2 separate regions of the Mus musculus genome follow, and region 1 is linked to region 2. A link is a contact called in public HiChIP or PLAC-seq data. All regions are on one chromosome and are shown on one strand. Each heading gives the region's core, a stretch centred on a gene start, on an enhancer-like site or on the middle of the called end of the contact. The rest is flanking DNA. Distances are from core to core; before and after follow the strand shown.

Evidence for each region. HiChIP or PLAC-seq counts read pairs in DNA pulled down with a chosen protein or histone mark.
Region 1: an H3K27ac HiChIP or PLAC-seq map of embryonic stem cells shows a contact between it and region 2, with 16 read pairs. The contact joins two enhancer-like sites. A contact is called at or near these places in 1 of 39 promoter capture datasets (embryonic stem cells), 16 of 484 Hi-C or Micro-C datasets (brain, cardiomyocytes, embryonic stem cells and 2 more), 13 of 115 datasets of contacts at active chromatin or transcription factors (bone marrow-derived macrophages, embryonic fibroblasts, embryonic stem cells and 2 more) and 1 of 9 other capture datasets (embryonic stem cells).

Annotation. Positions count from the first base shown.
Region 1 is chr17:10,429,771-10,434,076 of GRCm38.p6, reverse strand. All of the region lies in intron 4 of Pacrg (PARK2 co-regulated), which reads left to right. Among named protein-coding and RNA genes, the nearest start is that of A230009B12Rik, 24 kb to the left of the region's middle. Within about 2 kb of position 1,371, at least 16 of the 459 cell types and tissues checked have an H3K27ac peak or open chromatin away from gene starts, as enhancers often do. A contact at or near this core is called in bone marrow-derived macrophages, embryonic stem cells and microglia, where this site is marked.
Region 2 is chr17:10,332,919-10,336,722 of GRCm38.p6, reverse strand. No RefSeq gene overlaps it. Among named protein-coding and RNA genes, the nearest start is that of 1700110C19Rik, 10 kb to the right of the region's middle. RefSeq lists an enhancer at 1-3,160. Within about 2 kb of position 1,297, at least 204 of the 459 cell types and tissues checked have an H3K27ac peak or open chromatin away from gene starts, as enhancers often do. A contact at or near this core is called in bone marrow-derived macrophages, embryonic stem cells and microglia, where this site is marked.

The DNA.
Region 1 (4,306 bases), core at 122-2,621, 97 kb before region 2:
GCAACTCTTTGAACCACCTCACTCTTGACTCTGGACATCTCACACTTGATAAGTTTTCTCTGCCACATGTCCCCAAGCATGCTCCTGGCTGATCCTTCCTGTCTGGCAATTCCAATGTGCCAGTCTCAGTCAGACTGACAGGTTCCAGCTGTATGCAACCCACTCGGCACACAACCCACGGTGCACACGTGGCTGGAAGAAGCCATCACTTCCAGGAAGGCAAGCCCACTTTAGGATGCCTCCATTCTCAATGGAAAAGCATCCATCATAAGTTGTCTTAGCCGGCCCTGGCTGCATAACAAGGTACCATGAGCTGGATAGCTTAAACAACAGAAAACTATGACCCCACAGTGTTGAAGGCCTGAAGTCCAAGGAAAATGTCTACTCACTGGAGCATCTAGTGAGGGCTTTCTTCCTGACTCACAGATGATCAGCTTCTTGACCTCTCAGTGCTGTGTGTGTGTGTGTGTATCTGTCTGCATCTGTGTGTGTCTGTGTGTGTGTCTGTGTGTTGGGGGGCAGAGAATGAATGTCTCTACTTGCAAGAATACTAGTCTTGAGCCGGGCGTGGTGGTGCACGCCTTTAATCCCAGCACTCAGGAGGCAGAGGCAGGCGGATTTCTGAGTTTGAGGCCAGCCTGGTCTACAGAGTGAGCTCCAGGACACAGCCAGGGCTATACAGAGAAACACTGTCTCGGAAAAAAAAAAAAAATTACTAGTCTTATTAGATTTCCCCACCCACCCATGTGACCTCAGTTAGCTTTAAGTGCTTCCTTAGGGGTCTTATTTTCAAAAACAGCTGCCCTTAGAGGCTAGAACTTCAGGTAACTCACAGATACAACAGCTTAAGACAGGACATGTTGGAATGGGCTGTAGAGTCTGAACGGTCAAGGAAGAGATAGCATTTCTTCTGGTTAGTGAGTCGTGACTGAGCATCATGGAGTCAAATGTAAGCAAACACAAGGTGTGCACACAGGATACCAGTGCTAACTCTTGGGTTGAGATGAGAGCGCGGAGGGTGGGGGTGGGGTGGGGTTTACAGGAAAACCCCGCCAGGCCTAACAACCTCGAATCAGTCTCCTTTCCATGACTATACCAAAACATCCAAGGCTGAGCACCCATAACAGAAAGAGCTTTGGTTTGCACACAGGTCTAAAGGTTAAAAGCCCAATTGACATTATGAAGCTTGCATGAGAGACAAGATCGGATAGAAAGGCAGGAAGCTACAGCCCTCTTCTCAAAATCTTTTGCCTCCACATTGAGGACCAAATCTCTAACACATGAACCTGTCAGGAACAAAACACACCCAAACTTTAGCAGCTATCGTGAATCAGTCAGTTTGGGAGGGGGTGGGAGCAATGCCCTTGGACCTAAGGCCTTGTAGGTGACTTTATGTAAAACTGAAAGGAGTGGGACCAGCCCAACCCTGCACCACAGGACTAAAACCTGGTGACAGATAAACATCAAGATAACATCCATTTCTGCTTGTCTTTTGAAATCCAGATAAGGTAGATCTAATTCAATTTTGTTTCAGAAGTAGAAGTATAAGCAAGCTGGGCTAGAAAATGGTCATCAAAATTCATCATTCTGAAAATGGAATATAAATACCACATTCAATAATTTAGTAATTCCCAAATGTAAGCAGAAGAGAGCATTCACGGGATAATGGTGTGTAGTTGAAATACACCACGTGAGGCAGGCTGCACTGAGCTATCCTTTTGATCCACTAGTTTAACAGCATAGAAGAAGATGTGAGCCCTACCCAACAACAGCATGCATTCCAAATTCAATTAACTTTAACCAATGTGTTGACAGCATGCTTTCTTATTAAAATGAAGTCTCTAAAACACTGAAGATAAAATCTTGCCCACAAGAAGCAGATCAGGTTTTTCAAGAATGTGTAAAAAGTCTGTAGGTAGAAAACATAAATAAAAGATTAAAACAAGCAAACAAACACTGGGATAGAGTAATGGCTCAATGGGAAAACTGCTTACTTTGCAAGCCCCCGGACCTGATTTGCGCCCCACCCCCCAGAGTCCCCATAAAAGCTGGGTGTGGTATCACATGCCTATTGCACAAATTCTGGAGGGGGCGGGGGAGGGGGGAGACAGAGACGGGAGGATCCTAGAGTCTTGCTAGCTAATGTAGCTGAAACCATGAACTCCAAGTTTAGTAAAAGACCCTGCCTCAAAAGTTAAGGTGACAAGTAATGAAGGAAGATACCTCACATTGACCCCCCAGCTTCTATATGTGCACCCATAAGTGAGCATACCGACTACCACCACACATGCATCCCCCACCCACACACATGCACACAAACCAACATAGTACAGGACATAAGTAGACACCGAGGAATAGGTTTATTATTAAGACTATTCTACTGTTGTATTTTTCCTTATATATAAAATGAAATCTCTTCTTTGGGTTACTTGGGAAAAAAATAGTACAGTTTTCTCTCACTGTTCATAAAGATTCTTGAACCAATATGGCAGAGAAGAAAAATTCCACCAGAGAAACGCCACTGAAAGTCAAAACTGATGCTAGCTCCACATGCTGTGCTGATGCTGATTCACAGCAGACGGGCCGCTGGGCAGGAAGAGCATCTGGGGCCCTCTGTACCCATTAGGTCAGGCATCCTCTTAGAATCAGTGAACATCCAACCAAGTCTGGACTCACAGGCTTCCTCCCATGCTCTACTTTAGCTTTTTAGTGTGTGTGTATGTGTGTGTGTGTGTGTGTGTGTGTGTGTGTGTGTGTGTGTGTGTGCTTGTGTGTGTACGCACATGCATGTGCATACATATATATGTATATTCATGTGTACATTCCTCCAATATTTTCATAAAAGGACTCATTTTATTGCTTTTGGATTTAGAAGACACAGCCCAACTAACTGTGTTTTTCTTTACTTCCTCTCGGATGTAAAGAACTGTTGAAAACAGCAGTTTCCTCCTGTAAAGGCATCAGACTGCTTGCTCATCAAGTCCTCCTGGGCCTCTGGCCCCCATTCCATCACTGTGCTGCCATGGCCACTCACTGCCTCATGTGTGGACAGCGGAAGGCTGCCAGGAAACTACCTTCCTCTCCCCTTCCCCGGCAGCTGTTACCAGAGAAAGGCCCCTGTCGTGTAGAAGCAAGAGTGTGTCAGAAGATGTAGCTCACCTCTAGTTCTTGGCATGTTACTTCTGTGTGTATGCAGAATCCAAAAGTCATTTTTTAAAATATGTATTTTTATTTTATGGGCATCATTGTTTTGGCTACATGAACATATGTGCACCACATCTGTTCCTGGTTCCCTTGGAAGCCAGAAGGTGGTGTCAGAACCCGTGGAGCTATAGTTACAGAAGGTTGTACACGCTGGGAACGGAACCCAGGTTCTCTGCAATCTCCATAGATGCTCTTGACCACTGAACCATCTCTCCAGTCCCCTTCCCCCAATTCATTTATATTCATAGTAAAAACAAATTTAAATAGTGTTTCACAAACAGATTCAGAGTTATAAAAGGCTGAGTGCTGTGGGGGCTGAATTTGTCCTTTCTACCATGTTAGACAGAAGCGCGTCCTAGTTCAGACAGGGACATCCATCCCCAGCCCATGCCAAGAGTGCTGGGGTTACTGAATGAGGCCCAGGACTGCCCGGTCCTCACAGAGCTCTTCCATAACCCATGATGAGCAGCAGTCTGCTCCTCTGCAGCGGAGCCCTGGACTAGGAACCAGAGAGCAGCAACCACAGCCTTGCTCGTTAGGGTCCATAGTGCTCTTAGCAGGTTAAGACTATCTTACCTTAGATATCTCTTCAAGCATGAAACATGGTAGCATTGTAGCAGTGATGACATCATATGCATGCTCTTCCAGTCTCGGGGTCGTATTAGAGTTCTTGGCCACTTGACACTGGTGATAAAATAAAGGTGAACTCCCTTCACATGGTTCCAAGTCACCTGGCTTTTCCTCAATGTTCAGCCCACCTGCACAAGTCATGCTATGCTGGAATGGTCTCTACCTCTGCATCCCCTACCTTTCCCTGCCAATGGCCCTGCATCCCCCCTCGCCCTCCCTATGCACTCATCATGAAAGTCCCACAGCACATGGGAGTTTCTGTAATATCCCTTGTCCCTGCAAGATTGATCTATACTGGGTCAGAAAGGGTCTTTCCTGCAGGTCCTCTGTCCCCAGTTCTTTGTATAATCTGGGAACCACGGGAAAGGAGGAGCATGTCTCTAATCTCTGCTGTGTGTTAGTAGTGGCCAGAGAAGCCAGAGTTCTGTGGAGAGTTCTGCCTGTAAAAGGATGAGGGAAATGGCTGGGCCTG
Region 2 (3,804 bases), core at 48-2,547:
AGGCCAACTGGAAAGATCACCGGAGTAGAAGCCACAACGATAGACAACCACAAAGTAGTCGTGTTTACAAACTCAGTCCTATCACCTCACAAAATGGCGACAGAATCTGTACATTCTTTTGATCAAAGCTACGCAATGCTCACTGAAAACATTTACTAAATATTCCTACTAACTCGCACTTTTCCACGAAATGCCCTGGTGCAGAAGCACAAGAAATTCAGTCTTTCTCCTGTGCGGAATGTTTAGGAATCACATAGTCAGGTCTGGGTGACAGGGCAGGGTGGGATCCTGGGGACATGTTTTGAATCTTCCAACATGAAGTCTTAGCTCTCTACAACTGACTTACAGGCTGTCACGGAGCTGCGCAGAGCTTCTAGTGTGTTCAAAAGGAAGCTAGGGCTCAGTTTCTGCTTTGCCTCCCTTTGGCAGAGCTAAAGTTTGGGCCATGACCAGGCCTGAGGTAGGATTTCCTAGTTTTTTTTTTTTTTTTAGCATCCTAGGAAGATAGATGAGCGGAGCCAAGGTTACTTGTTTCTTGCATCCGGAACGAGTGTTTTAAAGTAACAAAACCTTAATCTTTTTGGATATTGAGACCTACAAAGGAAAATAATCAGCATTGTATGGATGACTTCAATAGACTAGCTGCCTGCAGACTCCCCCGCCTGGGAGTGACATTGAGGGAGCCCTCAGATCTCGGTGTCTGGAGACGCGAGCCAATGGGGGCTAGGCAGACGATTCTTTCTGGTGCTTGATGTTCCGGACATTCCGACGTCCCCGGTTCATTTCCAATGTATGAATACATCACTCTTTCTATTAAGATACCACGAAGACCACCTGTTACTACAGGTGATTTACATTCCAAGCTAGAATTATAGATTCCTTTATGCAAACATATTTAGGGAGAGTTCACTTTAAGACGGAATTTAGCTCCCTAATGAAAACAGCGCATAAAGGACCCTAACAGCTTCTGCGAGAGGTCCAGACTCTTAACTGGAGAAAGTGGGGCTTAAAAGAAAATGCGGGTAGGTTCTTTGTCTCCTAGGAAACTCATTTCCGACTTGGGAATCGGGCGAGTTACTCCCCTGCCTCACGCACATTCCTACCCGCTCCAGAGCGCTCCAGCGGGCAAAGATGGAACTCTGTTCTTTCTTTTGTGTAGCCCGACCGTTTGTTTCTCTCCTGACAACAGCTTCTCCTCCCTTCATCCTCCCCGCTTTCTTCCGGGCCTGGGAACTGCGAGGCCAGGAGCTGTGTGGCCGTCCCTTTGCCGGGTTTCGGGTCCCTGTGCGCAGGCACGCATTCATTAGCGCCACAAGAGCACCAGAGTCCCGGACACCTCATAAATATTTAGAGGTTCCCACCACCTTCCAGAGAGCCAGGGGGAGAAAGAGAATTTAGTGTGGAGTTGGTCAGGGTAATATGCATGTGAATCAGAAGTGGGGACAAAGGATGAAAGGTGCTGGAAACTCCAACAAACCCGTGATCCCCGGGGGTCATTCTGCCTGTTCCTGCCCACACTATCCCGGGCCGGCCTTCTTCCTGCGCATGAGCGGACTGAGCCTGTTTCCGAAGACTGTTGGCAAAGGATGTGTGCTCTTTGTTCTGTCCCGCTCTTTCTTAACAGACAGGTTTGCTTTGCCCTCTCCACTGCGCTGGCGGCTGCCTTCTCCTTTGCCACCCACAGAAGTGAGGCATGAAGATCTAGGGGTCTACACTAATACGTAAGGCAAGAAAAGGGAACAGAATGTGGCTGTGTCGGGGAAAACGTGCGCAAAATCAGCCTGTGGGTTAGACACAATACATCGACACTCACTATGGAAGGTTGAAAAACTTCCATAAATGTTCTGTGCACAGAACCCAGAATCCCAAGAGAAAGTCTGCACGCAAACAGCTACCTTGACACCCACACACCCTATGAAGCTTTTAAAAACTATTTTTAAACACTCCTCCTGGCTTTTATTTTGGGAGGTCTGGAGTGCACAGAGCAAGGGAGAGAGCAAAGGCTCAGAGCTCAAGAGAGGAAGCTAGAGCAGTCTTCCTTTCTTCCTAAAGCACTGTCTCACAGGAAGGATGACCAATGGCCTTAAAGCCTGGGAGTGAATACAGGGGCAGTAAAGGATGGATTGGCCAGGCTAGTTTTCATCAGAAAGGAAGAGGATGGCAACATGGAACTAAGCAGCTTTGGGACAAAGACTCCTCTGTGGAAAGGGGGTTGCTTTAACCAGGTAGGAATTTTAAGTCAAAGCCTTGTAATACCTAACAGTGGTTGAGATGAAACACATGGATTATAGGTCTTATGAAGCATCCTGCTTAGTTTGGGGTACACACTATACAGCAATGAGAGCCTGAATAGTTAGCAATAGAAAATAACTTACATCCTAGTTCACATTTTGGAAATACCTGGGATTGCAACTATGTTGCTTTGAACGAAAGTGTACAAATATTACTAGTTAAATCTTACTATTAGGAAACATCGGAGGAAATGTGCTAAATTTCATAAAAACTTCCAATTTGCCCCAGTTCACTACTTACTACAAGAAACCTTCAATCAGATAGAAGCTCACTGAAAATTAAAAGGAATCTGGACAAAGCTGGTAAACTGGTACCTTGCCCTTATAAGCTGGTGAAAACTAGCTCCAATCACCTTAAGGCAGGAGGAAGTTTATGGATCAGGGTGACAGAAATGTGAATCAACCGTAATGAGCTCAAGAGCCCCAACAAGCCACAGGGAAATGCTCTCTTCAGCTCTGCTTTTTCCTGACTTCTTCAGCAAGCCCCTCACCGAGCTACCAGGATTCCTGAAGCATCTTTATCTTCAGCCAGTAATCTGCCTAAACAAGGGGCCCTGTTTTCTGCTGACAGCTTCAGCAGCACTTGCCACTCTTGCTTTGGGTCAAGTAGTAGCTATCCTTGAACCAGTTACTGGGACCAACATTGTGTGTCCCTCCACTCATCGTGGACTGCCTGCTCAACTTGGTGACTGTGGCAATCCATTTCTCTGAGAGGGGAGAGGGAAGTACCTCTTCTTACAGGAAGGTAAAGGACAGGGCGCCTACTGGACAGGTACCACCAGTGACATCACTCACATTCCACGATTCAGTACTGGCCCTTTCTCCAGCGCAGGGTCTATCTGTGGCCTGCCAAGCGCATGTTGGTGAAAATACAACACAACCTTATCTGGGCTACGGGATCGTGGCAAGGGAAAGCTCTCGAGAATGGCCTTTGCCCATGCTTTCATTGTGGGACCTGTGTGGCTCCTACCCAGCTGGCTTGAATCAGTCAGGCAATGATGGAGAGCAGAAAAAAAAAAAAAGGATATTTGCAGGCCAGGCCTAGAAGGGGTGCAACCAGTTATATCCTGTTGACCGGAAATCATCACATGGTCACACCTAGTCTTTGGGTAAGTGTGAAAGGGAGGTTTTGTGTGCAGGATGAAAGGGAAATAACGTTTAATAAACTACCACCAATCTTTATCTCATGACTGTTGTGCAAGTGGGTTTGAAATCATGGGTGCACACTGCTGCTCCGTCCAAGCCGTAACTACACTCCTACTGTGATGGTTCCCATAGACTAACTCGAAGTATGCACTACCCCACATCCACACGTGGGGATCCACGCATGAATGCAGCAAGCAGCATCCCCATGGGAAGAGGGATAAACAGTCACAGAGAGGCCAATTACTTGTACTGGGTTGCAAAGCTAGAAATCGGTGGAGCCATGATCTCACAGAAGATGAGCTAGGTGGAGTTGCTCTTGGAGACAATAAGAGAAGTGTTTTTGAGGGAATAGGAGGTGCCACGCTTT